2 separate regions of the Pan troglodytes genome follow, and region 2 is linked to region 1. Evidence: chromatin contacts called from public HiChIP or PLAC-seq data. All regions are on one chromosome and are shown on one strand. Each heading gives the region's core, a stretch centred on a gene start, on an enhancer-like site or on the middle of the called end of the contact. The rest is flanking DNA. Distances are from core to core; before and after follow the strand shown. Region 1 holds the start of DNM2 (dynamin 2). Region 2 holds the start of CARM1 (coactivator associated arginine methyltransferase 1).

Evidence for each region. HiChIP or PLAC-seq counts read pairs in DNA pulled down with a chosen protein or histone mark.
Region 2: an H3K4me3 HiChIP or PLAC-seq map of stem cell-derived excitatory neurons shows a contact between it and region 1, with 8 times the contacts expected there. The contact joins the promoter of CARM1 here to the promoter of DNM2 in region 1. A contact is called at or near these places in 1 of 7 Hi-C or Micro-C datasets (stem cell-derived neural progenitor cells) and 1 of 1 datasets of contacts at active chromatin or transcription factors (stem cell-derived excitatory neurons).

What each region holds. Positions count from the first base shown.
Region 1 is chr20:13,444,459-13,447,786 of NHGRI_mPanTro3-v2.0_pri, forward strand. DNM2 (dynamin 2) reads left to right here and starts at 1,536. Exons shown (of 20, transcript XM_063801180.1): 1 at 1,536-2,636. The coding sequence starts at 2,476. LOC134809075 (a long non-coding RNA gene) reads left to right here. Exons shown (of 2, transcript XR_010153715.1): 2 at 1-119.
Region 2 is chr20:13,597,733-13,601,060 of NHGRI_mPanTro3-v2.0_pri, forward strand. CARM1 (coactivator associated arginine methyltransferase 1) reads left to right here and starts at 1,758. Exons shown (of 16, transcript XM_016935026.4): 1 at 1,758-2,063. The coding sequence starts at 1,844.

The DNA.
Region 1 (3,328 bases), core at 286-2,785:
TGTATGTAATCCACAATTCAAATCACATCAAAAGTGCAACTACTTTTATCAATTTATGTATTTTTCCAGCAATTTTCCGTGTGTACATATGGTTTTCATGCATGTCAGCATCCTTCACACACAGTTCTGTACCTTGCTTGTTTTTTCCTCTTAGTATATCTCAAATTATTTATACTTCAGTACATGAAGAGTTTCCTCAACGTTTTTTGTTTGTTTGTTTATTTGTTTTTGAGACGGGGTTTTGCTCTTGTTGCCCAGGCTGGAGTGCAGCGGTGCGATCTCAGCTCACCGCAACTTCTGCGTCCCGTGTTCAAGCGATTCTCCTGCCTCAGCCTCTCAAGTAGCTGGGATTACAGGCACGCACCACCACGCCTGGCTAATTTTTTGTATTTTTAGTAGAAACGGGGTTTCACTATGTTAGCCAAGCTGGTTTCGAACCTCTAACCTCAGGTGATCTGCCCTCCTTGGCCTCCCAAAGTGCTGGGATTACAGGCATGAGCCACCGCACCTGGCGCTTTTTGCCTATTTCTTTGAGACCTGGGGTTTTGGGTCACAAAACAGGCAAATGCCATGAGCCACCCTCCTCCTCTTTCTCCATCTTCTTGTGCTGCCTCAGGTCAGAGCACTTACCTGCTCCTGCCTTCTCACTGGGTTTCCTTGTCTCTGGCCTATTTGTCTCCAGAGGGGTCAAAACACTTCAAATCCTCCTATTTGTCTCTGTCCACTGTCAGGAGTTCCAGTTCCCAGAACCCCAATTTTGCCTACAAAATAGCGTGTCTTTTCACGGGGAGAGGATTTGTTGAGTTTTAGTGGGTACTCAAAAAGATCCAAAGCCAGTTGGGGGGGTTCACACATGTAATCCCAGCACTTTTGGGAGGCCGGCCTGTGAGGGTCGTTTGGGCGCAGGAGTTTGAGACCAGCCTGGACAACACAGCAAGACCCTGTCTCTATAAAAAATAAAATAAAAATAATTAGCTGGGCATAGTTGCGCACGTCTGTGGTTCCAGCTACTCGGGACGCTGAGGCGGGAGGATCGTTTGAGCCCAGGTGCTTGTTGAATTGAGCTATGAGTGCACTACTGCACCCCAGCCTGGGCAACAGAGTAAGGACCCAGTTTCTAAGAAAAGAAGATTCATTAGCTAGACGCGGTGGCTCACGCCTGTAATTCCAACACTTTGGGAGGCCAAGACGGGCGGATCACTTGAGGCCAGGCGTTCGAGACCAGCCTGGCCAATATGGTGAAACCCCGTCTACTAAAAATACAAAATTTGCTGGGCGTGGTGGCTCACACTTGTAATCCCAGCTATTCGGGAGGCTGAGGCAGGAGAATTGGTTGAACCGGGGAGGCGGAGGTTGCAGTGAGCCAAGATCGCGCCACTGCACTCCAGCCTGGGTGACAGAGTGAGTACCCCGCCTCAAAAAAAGAAAAGAAAAAAGATTCATGATCTGCTAAAGTTGAAGAAGTGGGGGAAAACATTGGAGTGTTAGCGGCGTCAAGATCGGGCGTGAGCAGAAAGGGCACAGCATTTGCAAAGGCGTGGAGGAGTGATTTTATTGCGTTCTATCCCTAGGAAGCAATGACTTGGCCTCTACCATTTGCAGAGCGCATTGGGACCCTGCTCCCAGAGCTGGTTTGCAGTCTGGGAACTGAGATGCGCTCTGGGACTTGTAGTTTTCCCCAGTGCCAGGAAACTAAAAAAATCGAGACATCGGATCCCACCACGAGGTGTCGCCCTTGAGCGAGTACGGTGGGATCTATCCTATACTTCAGAAGGCTGTTGCAGACATTCAACAATCACAAGGAAGAACAGGAGTTTTTCTGATTGACAGATATGGTTCTCAATGATAGTCAAGATTCGGATGTTAAAGCCCGCCCTCTTTTGCCTGGTTGGCTGGAGCAACGAAGTGATATTTATATGAACCAATGGGAAATTCTTAGGGAACGAGGTAGTAGCTCAATCCCCAACACCATTGGTCCACATTGTCTACTGGCACGTCTGCCTGCCAATAAGATGGTGGAACTTCGCCAATGGGCAGAGCCAACCTGCCTTTTTCGGAAACACCCCCTTCCTCTCTTGACAACTTGCCTTCTGCCGCTATTGGCTGTTGCACAATAGTGACGGTTCTTTTGTCCAATAAGTCAGCAAGACGGTCCCCAGGGGGAAGGTTTACTCAACCATAGGCCCGTGCCTAGTTTTTATTGGCTAGTGTATCCGAGTGGCGGTGCAGCAGGCCAGTCGCGTGCGGCGCGAGTGCTTTGGGCGCAGCCCCCGGGGCCGGGGCGGGAGGTCGCTCGGGTCGGGTGTCGCCTGAGAACCGGATGAGGCGGCGACCGTGAGGCCGAGCCGGGAGCGGGCGTCTTGCCGAGGCCCGGGCGGGCGGGGAGCAACGGCTACAGACGCCGCGGGGCCAGGTCGTTGAGGGTCGGCGGCAGGCGAGGAGCGCAGGGCGCTCGGGCCGGGGGCCGCCGGCGCCATGGGCAACCGCGGGATGGAAGAGCTGATCCCGCTGGTCAACAAACTGCAGGACGCCTTCAGCTCCATCGGCCAGAGCTGCCACCTGGACCTGCCGCAGATCGCTGTAGTGGGCGGCCAGAGCGCCGGCAAGAGCTCGGTGCTGGAGAACTTCGTGGGCCGGTGAGCGGGCGCGGCACGGATCGCGGGCGGGCGGCGGCCTAGGGCGCGGAGGGCGGACCGGGAATGGCGCGCCGTGCGCCGCCGGCGTAACTGCGGCGCTTGCGTGCCCGCGGCGGGGAACCGGACGGGGTCGGGGAGGCGGGCCCTGTGGGACGCCCTGGGCAGAGGACTCCCTGCAGGGGCTCCGGAGCGGGCCCGGGCCCCAGGGGCGGTGTCACGGGCCAGGGGGCCGTAGGACAGGAGGTGCGCTGGAACCCTGCGGTCCATCTGGTCCCAGCTTTCGTGGGTGAACTCTGCCATCTGGTTGGCCGTGGGTCTGGGGTAGATCCCTCTTCTGCTCTTTCGGGCTGTCTATCAGAGGTGAAACCGGCCATCTAGATATCTATTGGGGCGACCCCTGCGGTCTGGCTGGCTTGTTCTTGTATCTGGAGCTGCCCCCGCCGTCTGGTTGGCTGTCTCTCTGTCCTGGGCAAGCCTCCCTGCCACCACCATTTGGTTGTCCATCTGTCCAGTCCCACCTGGCAGCCCCCTGCTGTCTGGCTAGCTGTCCAGGGTGACCTCTGCTGTCTGGCCGCCCATCCGTGCCCCTCACAGACTTTAACACTGAGCAGTCCCTCTGTTGGGTGACACCAGCTGGCCTCTACTGTCTGACTGGCTAGCTGACTCCTAGGGGACCCTGTTTGATTCTCTCT
Region 2 (3,328 bases), core at 508-3,007, 150 kb after region 1:
TCCTTCAAGCTGGGGACCTCTGGATCCCATGGTTGGATGGCTGGGGGATGGAGCGTGTCTGAATTCACCAAATTTGAAGCATCTCTCAAGGGCAGTCAGGGTGGTGTATGCGGAGCCTCCTGGGGGTGTGGGGAGTGCAGCAGTGCCATGCCAGGGTCTCTGCAACGGTACTTGCATTAGAGGGTTTAGGAGGTGGAATGACAGGGGCTACGGGTGAGGGACATGAAGGAGAATGAGGGCCCCTCGCAGTGGCTCACACCTATAATCCCAGCACTTTGGGAGGCCGAGGCAGGGGGTTGCTTGAGCCCAGGAGGTTGAGGCTGTAGTAAGCTATGATGGCACCACTGCACTCTAGCCTGGGCAACACAGTGAGACCCTGTCTCAAAAAACAAAAGGGGCCGGGCGCGGTGGCTCATGCCTGTAGGCCCAGCACTTTGGGATGCCGAGGCGGGCGGATCACCTGAAGTCAGGAGTTCAAGACCAGCCTGACCAACATGGTGAAACCTCGTCTCTACTAAAAATAAAAAATTAGCTGGGCGTGGTAGAGCATGCCTGTAGTCCCAGCTACTCGGGAGGCTGAGGCAGGAGAATCACTTGAACCCGGGAGGCGGAGGTTGCGGTGAGCTGAGATCGAGCCATTGCACTCCAGCCTGGGAGACAGAGCGAGACTCCGTCTCAAAGAAAAAAAAAAAAAAAAAGGAATGAGGTGTAAATGAGGTCTAGGGAAGAGTTAAAGCTGGAGTGCTAGGAAGTGGCCCAAGCTCACTGGGTCGCCCAAAAGAGATGGGGCCACCCAAAATGAAGGGGGATGCAGAGAGAAGACGGGTTTGTGTGGCGGGAGAGGGGCCCTGCGCCGGGCCGGGCTGGACTCAGCATCGTTGGAGGAGGGGCTCAGAGAGGAGGGGGTCAAAGGATATCTTGTGCGAAAGGAGACAGTCAAACATTAAGGATTAAGAAGGCAGTGTGGGCAGAGATGATGGGGAAGGGAGGAGGAGCGGTCGAATGTCGGGGAGGGGTCCTTTCAACTGGGCTCAGGTTGCTCCTGGAGGCCAGGGCTCATCGGAAATCGTCGGTGCGGGGGCGGTGGGGGGAAGGGTTGGGGGAGAGGCCCGGGCGCTGGCCACGCCCTTTCCCCCGCCCATTCCCCAGAGCGGGGCGGCTGACAAAGCGAGTCCGGGTGGGAGGGCGCGGGCAGGCACGGGGGCGGGGCCTCGTCGCGGCTGGGCCACGCCTCCCTGAGGGCTGCCTCACAAAGCCGGGCGGGCCCGGGGGGGTGGGGCCCAGTCTCAGGGGCGTGTCCAGGTCGGGGCAGGGAAGCCGCATCACGACGCGCGGCTGCTTGTGTGGGGCGGGGTACAGGGCGTGTCCACGCGGCCGAGCACCGCCCCCGCCGTCCCCGCACCGCCTCACTCGAAAGCAGCCGTTAATGAGGCGCCGGCCTGGGGGCGGGGCCCAGGCCTCCGAGGGGCGTGCCCGCGCGCCCGAGCACCGCCCCCGACGCACCCTCCCGCCCCGCAGTTCCCGGGCGGTGGAGCCACCTCACAAAGCGGCGACCGTTCTCGCGGGGCGGGGCGTAGCCGGTCCCGCCCCACGGGGGTGCCCTCTCGTTCGCTCGCTAGCTCCCCGCGCCCAGGACGGCCGGCAGAGGGCGCTGCGCCACGGGGCCGTGCCGCGGCGACGGTAGCGGCGGCGGCGGCGAGGCGGCGCGTGGCCGGCAGGCGGCGCTGCCCGGCTCGGCCTCGGCCTGCACGGCGGCTGCGGCGGCGGTAGCGGCAGCGGCGGCGGCGGCGGCCTGGGCCCGGGCGCAGCGGCGGCGGCGGCGGGGCCTGGAGCCGGATCTAAGATGGCAGCGGCGGCGGCGGCGGTGGGGCCGGGCGCGGGCGGCGCGGGGTCGGCGGTCCCGGGCGGCGCGGGGCCCTGCGCGACCGTGTCGGTGTTCCCCGGCGCCCGCCTCCTCACCATCGGCGACGCGAACGGCGAGATCCAGCGGCACGCGGAGCAGCAGGCGCTGCGCCTCGAGGTGCGCGCCGGCCCGGACGCGGCGGGCATCGCCCTCTACAGCCGTGAGTACGGGGCCCCGGGGCAGGCGCAGGGCCGGGGCTGCGCACGAGGCCGGCCCGGGGCGGGGGCCGGCGGGGAGGGGCCCTGAGCGCGGGGGCCTGGCGTGGGGTCCCCGGGACTGAGCCGGTGGCCTGCAGGGAGCGACCGTGGAGGGCCAGTGCCAGGGGACAGACAGAGAAAAGAGGGCGTGCGTGGTGGCCGGAGGGGCAAGGTGCCCAGAGTGAGCAAGGAAGCGCGAAATGGGGAGTGAAGGGCCTGAGATTTGGGAGGGGTGGGTGAGCAGGAAGTGGGGGGCTCTGAGTGGAAGGGGAATTTGGAGGACGCCAGGCGTGGGGGGCTTAAGCGTGGGGGAGGGAGGTCCGGGGTGCGGGAGAGGTGGGCGTCTCGGGGGCGGGCGTGGCCGCCTCTGCAGGGAGGAGGGTGGGGCGTGGGCGGCCCGGGATCCCTCTGGGGACCCCCTGGATAGCTCAGGACGGTCGGAAAGTGTTTGCTGGTCTGGGGCGCCCGCGAGTACCGAGTTCCACCGCTGTGCAAGGTGTGGTGTTCAGGACCCCCGAATGGGAAACTTCAGGATCTGGGGAGAGGGCCCATGCGAGGACGGTGGGAGCCGCAGGGTGAGCTCCTCGTGGAAACGTGGACGGGACGGGCCCCTTCCTGATGCCGGGCTTCGAAGTAAGAGGTAACAGCCTCCTCCCATCTTCTTTTGGGGGATGTGAGAAGCTGGTTACATTTTCCGAAGCTGCTTTCAAAACTGACATTTCACTGGGGGGAAAAGAAAATCACAAATGTGTTTGCCAGCACCCCTCACCCCCGCTCCCAGTCTTTGTAGTTCATTCTTCTTCTTGTTACTCCTTCTTATCTCTTCTCTTTGATTCCTTGTTCACATTTTGCTACTCTGTGTCATTTGGCTTTGTCTTTCAGGGCTTCTTGCACTGATGCCCTGGGGAACCCCTCAGGAGGCCTCTAGCTGGCTTGGGTCCTGTGTGAATTTTTTGCCACTTTGGAAACGGCCCGATTAAAGGAAAGCCCGAGGAGCAGTCCGTTCACACTGGGTTTTCCCTGTACCTCGACTTTGAAAACGTGGACTAAAGGAGTTGTGTCTGCTGTCCGAGGGTGCCGTCTCTTTTTGCTGGTGCAGAGCCTGGGTCTTCTTGGACCAGATGAGGAGAGGGGAAGGAGGGTATTTCAGGGGGGGTTTCAGAGTTCAAGGCAGACACTCATCTCAACAGAACCCCAGATCATAAGCAAAACCTATTCACTGGGCAAG